Regions from separate parts of the Mus musculus genome. Here region 2 is linked to region 1. Evidence: chromatin contacts called from public Hi-C data. All regions are on one chromosome and are shown on one strand. The core of a region is the stretch at or near the end of the contact, and the rest is flanking DNA. Distances in the headings are between cores, read along the strand shown. Region 1 holds the start of Trub2 (TruB pseudouridine (psi) synthase family member 2). Region 2 holds the start of Sh2d3c (SH2 domain containing 3C).

Region 1 (6,153 bases), core at 2,350-4,849:
TGCTACATGCTTACAGTCCCCAGCACTCAGGTAGAGGAGGGCCAAGATCTCAAGGTCATTTAGACCCAACTGGAGCCAGCCTCGGCAAACTGAGACAAAAAAAAAATCGTCTCAGAAACAAAAACAAGAACCTAGGTTTTCTGACTCTTAATTTTAAACATTTTTGGCCCTCAAACTCTCAATGAGTTATACAGAGAAAGATGCTCAGGCCTGTGCATATCACAGACTGGGGGAGGCAACAAACAGAAAGCTAATGGTACAAAGGAAGGAGCCATAACAGGGCCTTTGGGGCCACTTCCTGCCTATTCCCTGATCTGTTTATCCCTCTGTCTAAAGAAATGAATGGCTTCCCATTCACTGTTAGAGAGGGAAACAGGGAGGGGGCATGAGATCACGTCTGACTGCCCTTACCTCAGGAAGAAAGAGAGGGAACCAAGACTGTGGAGGCTGGACAATGGGCTACCATGTGACCCGGAGGCCACAGAAGGCTTGTGACTTGGAGCTTTGTATCCAACTCTGGCAATATGCAAACCGCAGCCAGAGGAGATAGAGCCATGTGCCTGCTGCACCCTAACTCGATGGGAGCTCCTCTGGGGACCATGGGTATTTAGTGGCCAGGCCTCAGCTCCAGTCTTACTCTCTTCACTGGTAACATTACACAGCATCTGTCATGGGTATGGTGAACAAATGTCCATAAAGGCCTTGAACCACGTGTCATGCAGGAAGGAATCCCTTGACAGAGGTGGGACCTGCCCAGCTGAAGAGACAAGAGACTCAGTGGAGAGAAAAGTAAGAGAGTGAGGTCAGATAAGCTGTGGGCTGGGCCCTGGATCACCTTCTGATCCTTCTCCAAGCTCACAGCACCACATCCCCAGACTTACCAAGCACACCAGAAGCCTGGACATCCAAGCGATGTCCCACACCGATCTTCAGGTTTGTGAATGCTGGACCACGTACTGGAAAGAAAAAGCCAGTTCATTTCTTCAACTAATGAGCCTTGAGGGTAACTTTGGCAAGAGGCCCTCATTCCAAGAACAGAAGGGCCTCATGGGGATCAAATTATGCTAGGCTGTATTTCCAGGCTTCTCTTCCTCGGAAGCTGGAACCACTATTTCCCTAGTTCCCTGGGCCCAGAGAAAGGGCAACGCAAGACTCTTCTTCCTCTGCCTATCACTATTCGCCCCATTTGAGGCTTTGAGATCAGGCATCACACTGGGGATCAAGATTCTGGGCTTCTCTGCACATCGTGTGCTGATAGAAAACCTGGCCATTCTCCTCCTGAATCAGTGAGCTCCCTAAGGTGGGACCTAGGTCTGTCTGTCTACAATACTGACCTATGGCCCCAGACTCAGTGTCTTGACCACTAAAAGACTGACTACAGCTTAATGTGCCCCAGCACTTGGGAGGCAGAAGCAAAAGGATCAGAATCCAGACTTCAAGGTCATATTTAACTATACAGTGAGTTCAAGACCAGCCTGGACTACAGGAGGCTGTGTCTCAAAACACAAAAACAAGAGCTGGCGAGGTGGCTCAGTGGGTAAAGGCTGCCACGCCTGATGACTTCAGTTTGATCCTGGGACCCATGGTGGCCTGAGAGAAGTGATTCCCAAAAGATGCCCTCCGACTTTCACACCCAGGCCTTGGTGTGCACACATACATACAAATAATACGTTTTTGTTTTTGTTTTTTTTTAATAAGGGACCTACCTCACAGAACTGGGGTGAGGACAAAGATAACATGATGTCTAATACAGAGCAGGTATTAATAACACAGGTCTACCAGAAGTTCTCAGCTTCCCTAGAGAGTCCTAGAATAGCTAAGAGTCAGCAAAGTGTAGTTCACAAGTCAAATCATCAAGTCTACTTTGTTTTGAGACTGGGTCTCACTGTGTTGCCCAGGTTGGCCAGGGACTCCTAAATTTAAATGATCCTTTCAGTCTCCCATAGAAGACAAAGGCTGCTGGACACCGGTGTTTATAACTGCTCTCAAAATAGCTGTTTTGTACTCCAGCCTTTTTTTTTTTTTTTTCCTTCGAGACAGGGTTTCTCTGTATAGCCCTGGCTGTCCTGGAACTCACTTTGTAGACCAGACTGGCCTCAAACTCAGAAATCCGCCTGCCTCTGCCTCCCAAGAGCTGGGATTAAAGGCGTGCACCACAACCATGTGGCTGCACTCCAGTCTTGACTAAAATACAAGAAGGTTCTCTCCTTTCCTACAGTCTAGAGATGCTTTGCATTACAATAGCAAAGAGGAGCAGAGCCAAGGAAAACACAAGGCTGTAGGCAGAAGCTGTTTAAAATCTTCCCTCTCTAGGGAAGTTTGCCAAACCCTGGGCTAGAAATCTAACTCAGGCCAGGGATTTCCTCTAACATCACGGCCAGGGTCCTGTCTGACTCTGCCTTACCAAGTCTGTGGGTGGTGAGGGAGGGTACATTGGTGGCTCTGAGAGTCAACTTCTTCTCTTCACTGCCTTCCACAGGGCCTAGCAAGAAGCGAACACGCTGATCAGGAGCAGGAGGCTGCTGGGCATTGAGACCTAAGCACAAAAGAACACAGTCAGTACTTTTCCAACCCGCAAGAGAAGGGGTAGAGAGATGGTAGCATAGAAGATGGATTTGTGTATCGTAGAAAACGTACTATGACTCCTTCAGAAGCCAGGTATCATTAATTCCAGCACTGGGGAGGCAAGAGGCGGGCCTATCTCTGAATTCAAGGCCTGACTGATCTACAGAGTTATTTCCAGGGCAGCCAGGGGTATACAGAGAAACCATTCTCTAAAAAGTGAAGAACAAACAAACAAAACAAAAATCCTAGGTTGGAAGTGTAGCTCAATTCATGGAGTGTTTGCACAATACGCAAGACGCCCCGGGTTCCATCCCCAGCACCCTAATGGGAGGTGGTACTACACAGATGTAGTCTAAGACCTTGGGTAGTGAAGGCAGGACAGTCAAAAGTTCAAGGTTATCTTCATCTTACATAGCAAATTTGAGGCTACATGACAGTTTTTAAGAAAATAAAAGAAAGGAAAAAAAGGCAAAGAAAAAAATTGGTGTTTGAGGGTCGGGGTGGTGGTCACGCTTGTGATCCCAGCATCTGGCAGGTGGAGTCAGGAGAGTCAGAATTCTCAGTGCCTCACTGATTTCAAGGTCGGATTAATTAGAAAAGACCCTGTCTCAAAAGGCAAAAAAAAAAAAAAAAAAAAAAAAAGTTCAAATTCTAACTCTGTAACAGAAACCGCGAAAAAAAACCCAACACTATAGAATGAATTTCTCTAAAGGAAAATAGCGGAGAGTGGGTAGTAACGAAATGTGTACAAGAGAAAAAAAACAAACAAACAAGAAACAGCTACAACCCGGCAAACGAACCACGTGACCTCACTCCACATCAGAAAGAACTAAAGCAAAACCGTGGGTCCGCGTCGGAGTTCTCACCTTTAAGCAGTTGCAACTCCACGGTCTCACGCAAGTGCAGCCACTTCAGCCCCGGAGGTTTATAGACAGCGAAGAGCCCCTGCAGCCGAGCTAGGCCAGAAGAACCCATGGCTGGAACTCAGCGGTTCAACATCATCCAGAAGCGGGGATGCGGGCGGAAGTGCTGCGTGGTCCTTTCCCAAATGTGGTCCCTACTGTAGGTAGCCGCCTTGTTTCCTTGGCAGGAAGAGGTTCTTTTCTTATTGCCCTCCGGGGGGGAAATAAGAGATGGAGAAGAAAATAGGGCCGGATATCGAGCAACCGAATTCTCGGTTATGTTATTTTTGAATTCTTTTCAGGAGTTTTTTGTTTGTTTGTTTCTCATATATCCCAGGCTGCCCTCAAACTTGCTAAGTTGCCGAGAATTCATTACTTTTCTGTCTCCACTTTTCCAAGATCTGGAGTGACGAGTAATTCACATCAGGCTTGGTTTTTGAGACAAGGTCTCTAGTACTGCCTTCGTACTTAAGAAATAGCCAAGAAGGATCTCGAACTGATCCTACGGCCTCCAGGTTTCAAATGCTGGGTTGACAGGCCTACGTTATAAATAACGCCTGGCTCACAGCAGTTGTTTTACTTCAGTGGCAAACAGATCTTGTGGCTTTCCTTCTCATGCTCCTGTCCATATTACAACATCTCCGATCAAAAAGCCACAGTGAGTGCAGTGTCCCAGGAGTCTTTTGACTTCTCGGGCCTCCGTAGTACCTGCGGAGCCCCGCCTAACCACGCGGACGTCCGCTGCCATGGCGACCCTGCTGCTGCTTCGCTCCCTGCGCCTCCACCGCAGTCTTCGGCCCCGTACGCGGCCAGCTGTAGGTGAGCAGCTCTGATTCCAGTGTCCGCGGCGACCAGAGGGACCGGACTCCTCTCACCTTTACCTCTTTTCTGCTCGCAGATGTACCCCTCAGGGCCGGGAGCCATGGCGCCCGCCTGCTGTACCCGGACCACATCCCAACCACCCCGCTGCAAAAGATGCTGCTGGCTGCGGGCGCGGCGGGAATGGCTCTCTACAACCCCTATCGCCACGGTAAGACGGTTTACTCTTCGGTCTCGAAAGCTGGGACCGGTGAAGACTTGGTTTGTGGGCATCCAAACCTGGCTGCGCCTATCATATTTCCCAGGATCGTTTATGATAATCAGGTGCCTGATTCTAGCTAGAACTGTTTTGGGTCTTCTGGGCACAGGGAGGAGAGGAAGAAAGAAACGTGAAGTCTACAAGTCTGCCTTTTTGTAATTCTTGGAAGAGTGTCACCCTAGCATATTAATCTCTGGGCTGAATGACCAGGTACACACCAAATTACAGCATTCTCACTGGGTAGTAAGTAAACTTGGTAAGGGCCATGATCTTCAGGATTTTCTTTGCTGAAACAGTTCAAGATCAGCTTCTTTTTGTTTGTTTGGCTTTGGTTTTTTCAAGACAGGGTTTCTCTGTGTAGCCCTGGCTGTCCTGGAACTCATTCTGTAAACCAGGCTGACCTCGAACTCAGAAATCCGCCTGCCTCTGCCTCCCAAGTGCTGGGATTAAAGGCATGCGCCACCACTGCCTGGCAAGATCAGCTTCTTTTTCCATACATACCCAGTCTTTGCTCAAAGAAAGAAAAGATGGGAGGAAGTAAAAGAAGAGACATGTGGCATGGTTTATATAGGATCTGGTGACTGTACCTGCACTCAACTCTAGCGCCATTTTTTAAAAATTGTTTTGTTGAGGCAAGGTCTCTTATAGACTGGGCTGTCCCCTAACTCCATAGATAGCCAAGGATGACTTTGAATTCCTGATCACCCTGCCTCCCTACCTCCTGAATGCTGGGACTACAGGTGTGTGCTACCCTCATACCCAGTTTATATGATGCTGGGAACCAAACTCAGGGCTTTGGGTGTGCTAAGCAAGCACTGTGTCAGCCTAGTTACTGCCATTCATCACCATTTAATCTCAAGGCCGGTGGAAACAAGACACTCTGTCTTGATAATGGTCTATGAAAGTGGTTCCTGCTGTTGATGAAAGCCTCCATATTCCTATAGGTTTGTAATGTTAAGGATAGTAGCTAGCCGGGTGTGGTGGCATACGCCTTTAATCCCAGCACTCGGGAGGCAGAGGCAGGTGGATTTCTGAGATCGAGGACAGCCTGGTCTACAAAGTGAGTTCCAGGACAGCCAGGGCTATACAGAGAAACCTAACTGTCCTAGTGGTACACGCCTTTAATATAGCACTTGGAAAGCAGAGGCAGAAAGATCTCTGAGTTTGAGGCCAGCCTGGTCTGCATAATGAGTTCCAGGCCAGCCTGTACTACAAAAAGAAACTGTCTCAAAAACAAACAAACAAAAGAATCCATTCTCTGTCTTTTCCCATCTCTGTCCTTTCAGACATGGTTGCAGTTCTAGGGGAGACCACAGGATGCCACACCCTGAAATTCCTCAGGGACCAGATGAAGAAGGATCCAGAGGGTGCCCAGATTCTACAGTAGGTCCCAACTTTGCTTTTGGCAGGGGTGTGTCTGTCCTCATCCTGTTAGGAGCCCTTCAGAGGACCATGGGTGGATATATTGCCTGGGACACTGCTCAAAGCCAGGAGCACGCATATATGTATGTGGGATTATACAATATGTCATCTTAGTCCTGTGTAAACCACAAGACTCTGCTTGCATTAAGCTGGCTGTACTTCTCCAGCTGTGCTGTATCTATCCCT
Region 2 (6,153 bases), core at 2,576-5,075, 2.9 Mb after region 1:
AAGCTAGAGCTGTACTGAGAAACTCTGCCTGGGGGGGAAAAATGGCCTCTATATATTTGAATACTTAATCACCAGAGAGTGGAACTGTTTAAAAGGATTAGAAGGACTAGGAGCTGGAGCCATATTGGAATGGGTGTGGCCTTATTAAAGGAAATGTATCTCTGGGGTCAGGCTTTGAGTTTTTTGTTTGTTGTTTGTTTTTGTTTTTCGAGACAGGGTTTCTCTGTGTAGCCCTGGCTGTCCTGGAACTCACTCTATGGAGACCAGGCTGGCCTCAAACTCAGAAATCCACCTGCCTCTGCCTTCCAAATGCTGGGATTAAAGGCGTGCGCCACCACTGCCCTGCAGCTTTGAGGTTTCAAACACCCAAACCAGGCCCAGTATGTGCCTGTCTGCTACCTACAGATCAAGATGGGGCTCTCAGCTACTGCTCTAGTGCCAGCATGATGCCTTGGTCCTGCCATGCTCCCCACTATGATGTTAATAAACTAGCCCTCTGAAACTGTAAACAAGCTTAGACTTAAATGTTTTCTTTCATAAGAGCTGCCTTGGTCATGGTGTCTCTTCACAGCGACAGAACAGTCTATAGACACCTGGACCCTGCTTTTCCTCTCCCAAACCTGGATAGGGTTAGGGTCTGTGGAGGGGAAGTGAAAACAGGCTCATAAGATGTGCACATGTGAGCTGTTAGCTGTGGGTCAGCTCAGTAGCTGAGGGATACGGAACAGAGAACGGTTTGTGATACTGGGGCCCCCCCTCTAATCATGGAAGTTCTGCTCTTATTGGTCTTGCTGCCTCTGCCTGGCCCTGTGTTGACATACATTATCTCCCTACGTGTTACTGTAGTCCCCTTAGGAGCCTGCTATGACTGGATCCAGGTGACCGGAGAAGAAACGGGCTCAGTAGCCTGGCGAGGGTCACACAATCAAAGAACTGGGGAGCTGGGATTGAAATTCGGTCTCTGCTACACTGCCTTTTGTTTTGTTGATTTTGGTTATTTGTTTTTGTTGTTTTGCTTTGTTTTGCTTTTCTGAGGCAGGGTTTCTCTGTGTAGCCCTGGCAGTCCTGGAACTAGCTCTGTAGTCCAGGCTGGCCTCGAACTCACAGAGATCCTCCTAACTCTGCTTCCTGTGAGCTGGGATTAATGGTGTATGCTACCACAGACCAGTTTTTTTTCCCTTTCTTTACTTCTTTCTTCTTTCTTTCTCTCTTTCTTTCTTTCTTTCTTTCTTTCTTTCTCTCTCTCTCTCTCTCTCCCTCTCTCTCTCTTTCTTTCTTTCTTTCTTTCTTTCTCCCTTTCTCCCTTTCTCCCTTTCTCCCTTTCTCCCTTTCTCCCTTTCTCCCTTTCTCCCTTTCTCCCTTTCTCTCTTTCTCTCTTTCTCTCTTTCTCTCTTTCGGGGGAGGGGTGGCACTTGGTCTATCCTGCACTGGAAGGACTAGAGGAATCAAAAGACTGAGGGACTGGAGGAAGGCTCGTGTGGCTGGGAGTGCGGGTCAAACCTAGGCAAAAGCCTTTACTCTGGAGGAGGGAAAGCTCTAGGTAGGTGGGCAGGGCTACAGCAGAGGGCTGACTGGGTGGACCTCCAAGACCAGCTGTGGAGGGACTGCAAGACAGCCACGAGCCAGCAGGTCTCCCTAACCACACTTCCAACGGCCACTTGAAGCAGCACAAAGGGGGCTCTGAGCACAGCTCCCTCACTACACTGAGCGCCATTCATTCTCCCGGGGACACCAGCAACTACCCTGGCGCCTGGGCCAACGGCAAGCCCAGCCCTGACGAAGCGCCTGTGCCATAGCAACAGATGCTCTGAGATTCAGCTTTCCAGGTCTCAGAGCCTGCCTACCCACCAGGGTCTGCCTGGCCTGGCCTGGCCCACTGCACTCCTGGCCCTTGTGCCCTGGAGGCAGGACTCGCTGAAGGCCACAGTGTGCCGGGCAGAGGCTTCTCCCACGAAGTAGGGATTGCGGTGATTCCCATTTCACAGATAAGGAAACCAAGGCCCATAGAAGCACAATAAACAGCAGTTGGGGAGCTGGTCTGTCCAGAAAGCCAGCACTAGTCTGGTCAGCTAATGCCATAGCCTAGGTCACCAGCCCAATTCACACTGTGACCGTCTCCCAGGAGAGAAGCCAGGGGTGTATGCTTTGCCTTCCCCTGGGAAGACCCTCAGCTCTTTCCAGGCTATGGGCTCCTTCTCCCTATCTCCTGACAACAACCTGAAGAGGAGAAGGGGGTACCACCCCAGGAGTCTGCTCTGGAATCATATGACCCAATGAACGTTTCTAACTTGCCTTGGTCGTGGTGTTTTGTCACAGAAAAGTGACTAACTTCCTCTTTAGCCATTGAGCACCGGTCACTGCAGGCCTACCTACAGATGCAGGACCCTGCTGCCACAACCTGGCAGGACTGGGTCTCTTTTTCTCACCGGACTTTGGGGTTGTCTTCACTGCATCGGGAGAATCAGTCTGACCTGTCTTCTGCCAACATCATCCTGACAGGAGGCTGGGGCGCAGATGGCCTGGAAATCAGCTCCCAGGACTGCTGTCAGAGCGTCAGTGTCCGATGATTTTTTGATGATTTTATTGATGGAGGACACAGGACAGGACCCATGTGTCCTGGATTGCATCTCCCACAGACCAGATCACCAGCTACGGGACCAGGTGGCCTGTCTGCACACATGTAACCCCGGTACTTGGAGGCTGAGGCGGGAAGATCTCAAATTGGAGGTCAGCCTGGGCTATGTCAGATTTTTATCTCAAAACCAACAAAAAGGTGTCCACTCTGGGCTGCTGGGCGCGTGGCTCAGTGGGAGTGAACTTGCTTAGCGAGTGAAAACCCAGTGTCCTATCCTAAGCACAGAAGAACGAACAGAAGACCAAGAGAAAGAGAGGCTTGGGAGGGTGGCTGTGTGTCTTGTGCTGTCCCTATTGTAGAGATTTGGTCACCACAGCTGCAGATGTGGCCACACTCAGAACTAGATTTGACCTGTGGCCCTCCAGTCCCAGCAAGTGCTACTAACACCCCACCCCCACCCCCAACTATAGCTGTACCTGGAGGTTTCATTTCCTTATACTTGTTCTGTGTGGACACAAAACACATACACGCACATACATGTTTGTGTTTGCAGAGCACCAACCTGGATATTACTGGAAAGACAACTTGCAACCCACTGTGTGCCACCAACTCTCTCTCTGTGACCTGGGGAAATCCCCTTGCTCCTCTGTGCCTCAGTTTCCCTATCTCTGCCCAAAGGATATAGAAGACCTGTCCCCACATGCCTCCGCTGACTCAGACAAGGACAATCACGCCTAAGCAGGTATTGGCTTTATACCTGGCTATGCTCTGTGTTCTGGCCACTGGGCAGTTAGCATATCCTGCTCGCCAAAAAGAAACCCAGCCTCGGGCAGGTGAATCATCCTGTCCGTAATCACACAGTGACAAAGTAGCCAATCAGAAGTTGACTTTGGGCCACAGGCCCACTCACAGCATTCTCTTCTTTATTATTGCTACTCCATCTCCTGGGTACCAGGGCTTAGAATAAACTGCCCTAACCATGAGTCTGTCTCCTCGACTTCCCATCCTGTGGGCCAGGCCCCTGACAGCTGTTGGCAGGTCCCCAGTGGCCCCCAGCCTAGTGGGCTCTGTTCCCAAAGCCTGTGGTTTGTTCCTCAGGCCTTCTAGGTCCCAAGGGTTTGCGGTGTGCCCCCTGCCCCTGCTGCTGGCTGGGGAGGCCCCAGCCCCCGCCCCCTGTGGAGACGGTGGGAGGGTGGGGCTGTGGGAGTTTCGCTAGTTTAAAAATACACAGAGGAAGCCAGTGAGAGGGCAAGAGAAAGGGGAAGGGGAGCGGGGGAGGCCCATCAGCCCCTGGTGTCTTGAGCCTGGAGCAGCCACATGCTAGCAAACCAGAGACTCTGCACAGCTTGCAAAGATGACAGAGATGCCCAAGAAAACAGGCAGAAAGTTCAGTGAGTACAGACCAGCCACCGTCCGTCCATCTGTCTGTTCAGCTTAGCCTCTCTGCATCTGTGTCTCACGATTGTCTTCTTTCTCTTTCTCTTTCTGTCCATCTGTCTCTCTCCTCGGTGTTGGTGTTGCTATCTGCACATGCTGTGGCCCCCGGTGATCTCTGTCTCTGTCTGTCTTTGCATTTCTGTCTTTCTCTCTCCCTGCCCAACCTCTGCTTCCCTCTTACTACAAGTCAGCCCCTCAGCCTTTCTGTCTTCCGGATCATCCTGGTCTCTCTGACCATGAGACTGTGCATGGAGAGACCCCCAAGTACCCCATGTTGTCCAGAACCCACTCAACACCAGATCTCAGGGAGCTCTCTAGGGAGTGAGTGGATGTGGGGACCGTGGATGCTGTGGTGTGTTGGGAGCAGTGAGGCTGCGAGAGACTAGTACCAGGTACTTGGGTGAACTACACCCACCTATTTCTTTCTCCAGGTCAATCCATTTTGGGTCCCAAACTTCTGTCCCAGGTTCCTCTGACTTTCCAGTTCTCTCTCTCTCTCTCTCTCTCTCTCTCTCTCTCTCTCTCTCTCTGTGTGTGTGTGTGTGTGTGTGTGTAAATGGAGATACACGCATCTGTAATCCTAGCACTCAGAAGTCAAAAGCAGGAGGCGGGTGAGTAGACTGAAGCAGGTTAGAGTGAGACATTGTCTCATATAAACATACAAAGCAAGCAAACAAAATCTGCAGCATTGACAAAGGAGGCAGTCAGTGACCCTTGTGTTACAAAGATCTCTGTCCCAGGGCAACCTGTCTAGAAGGAGGGCGGTAGCCAGCACTGTCCGGGATGGGACCAGGGGGACTGGGCAGGGATGAATTCTGAAGTGCAGAGCCCCGTGCTTCCACCCAGGATCAGCGAGGTTCTGCTGTCGGGTGCTAGGCTGATCCCTTCCCCTCTCTGGGCCTCAGAGTCTCAGGGGCGTAGACACCTGAGGATGCAGAGGAGTTGGGAAGAGCAAAGGCCAATGTGTTCTCCTTTTGCTCAAGTCATCTAGAGGCCTAAGGAAGTCAGAGACGGGACAGTCCCACAGTCTTAGGGGCCACAGGGAGGAGGGAGCAAAGAGATACACTTCCGTCCCTGCTGGAAGATTGTATCACAGGAGTTTGTAAGGCAGGTTCAGCCCACTGGGAGGAAAGAAACACCCACAGACAGGGGCCCCAATTCTCAGGCAGACAGACAGCCTCATCCATGTCCTTTCAACCCCAGTGCCAGAGATTGCCTTGGACACTACTCTTTGTACACACCCCCCCCACACACACACACCATACAGATTCACACACGGACACCATACATATTCATACACACACACCGTACACATTCACACACAGACACCATACACACACACATACCACATACACACACTATACACATTCACACACAGACACCATAAACACACACACACCATACACACTCTCACAGATACACCATACATACTTACTCATAAACTACACACACTCAAATACCATATGCACTCACACATACTTATACACACACACACACAAACCCCACACATACCCATAACACACACACACACACACACACACACACACACACACACACACACACATGCACATCTAGGCTTTGGGGTAAGCTGTGGGGAGCTCAGACCGTCCGTTTCACCCTTCTGAATATCAATTTCCTTATAAGGAAAGCGGTATGTTTGCATATTCTAAGAATTCACAGTTTGACAAGTGGGAGGCATTTTTGGTCATCATTGTCATCTTCCTTTTGTACCTCCTTTTGAGGATATTTTATATGCCAGATAGCACATGAAGCAAGCATGTTATCTACAAGGTTTGCATGTATGCTCATGTTTATGTTCATGTTCATACATGTATGCATGGGTATGTTCCGATACAACAGCAGGCATCGTCTTTGATCCCTTGTCATCTTACTTTAAAACAGATTTCTTTAGAATTTGCATTTTTTACAAAATACATTGCTGGGGTTAGTAATGCACACCTTTAATCCCAGAACTTGGGAGGCAGAGGCAGGTGGATCTTGGTGAATTGGAGGCCAGCCTGGTCTACAGAGTGAGTTCCAGAACAGCCAGGGATATGTAAGGAAACCTACCATACATACGTACATACATACATACATTCGTATATACATACATGATGATCATGGTAGTATACCTCTTTAAT

The links. A called contact is a pair of places that touch in the nucleus more often than the background predicts.
Region 2: a contact with region 1 is called in a Hi-C map of B cells, with 5 read pairs. The contact joins the promoter of Sh2d3c here to the promoter of Trub2 in region 1. A contact is called at or near these places in 1 of 39 promoter capture datasets (liver), 1 of 484 Hi-C or Micro-C datasets (B cells) and 1 of 9 other capture datasets (liver).

The regions. Positions count from the first base shown.
Region 1 is chr2:29,784,072-29,790,224 of GRCm38.p6, forward strand. Trub2 (TruB pseudouridine (psi) synthase family member 2) reads right to left here and starts at 3,600. Exons shown (of 8, transcript NM_145520.5): 1 at 3,432-3,600; 2 at 2,405-2,536; 3 at 882-956. The coding sequence starts at 3,540. Coq4 (coenzyme Q4) reads left to right here and starts at 3,422. Exons shown (of 7, transcript NM_178693.5): 1 at 3,422-4,286; 2 at 4,366-4,497; 3 at 5,832-5,928. The coding sequence starts at 4,214.
Region 2 is chr2:32,717,230-32,723,382 of GRCm38.p6, forward strand. It overlaps Sh2d3c (SH2 domain containing 3C), which reads left to right and starts at 3,826. Exons shown (of 12, transcript NM_013781.3): 1 at 3,826-3,966. The coding sequence starts at 3,930. It overlaps Gm33457 (a long non-coding RNA gene), which reads left to right. Exons shown (of 2, transcript XR_001783272.2): 2 at 3,129-3,558.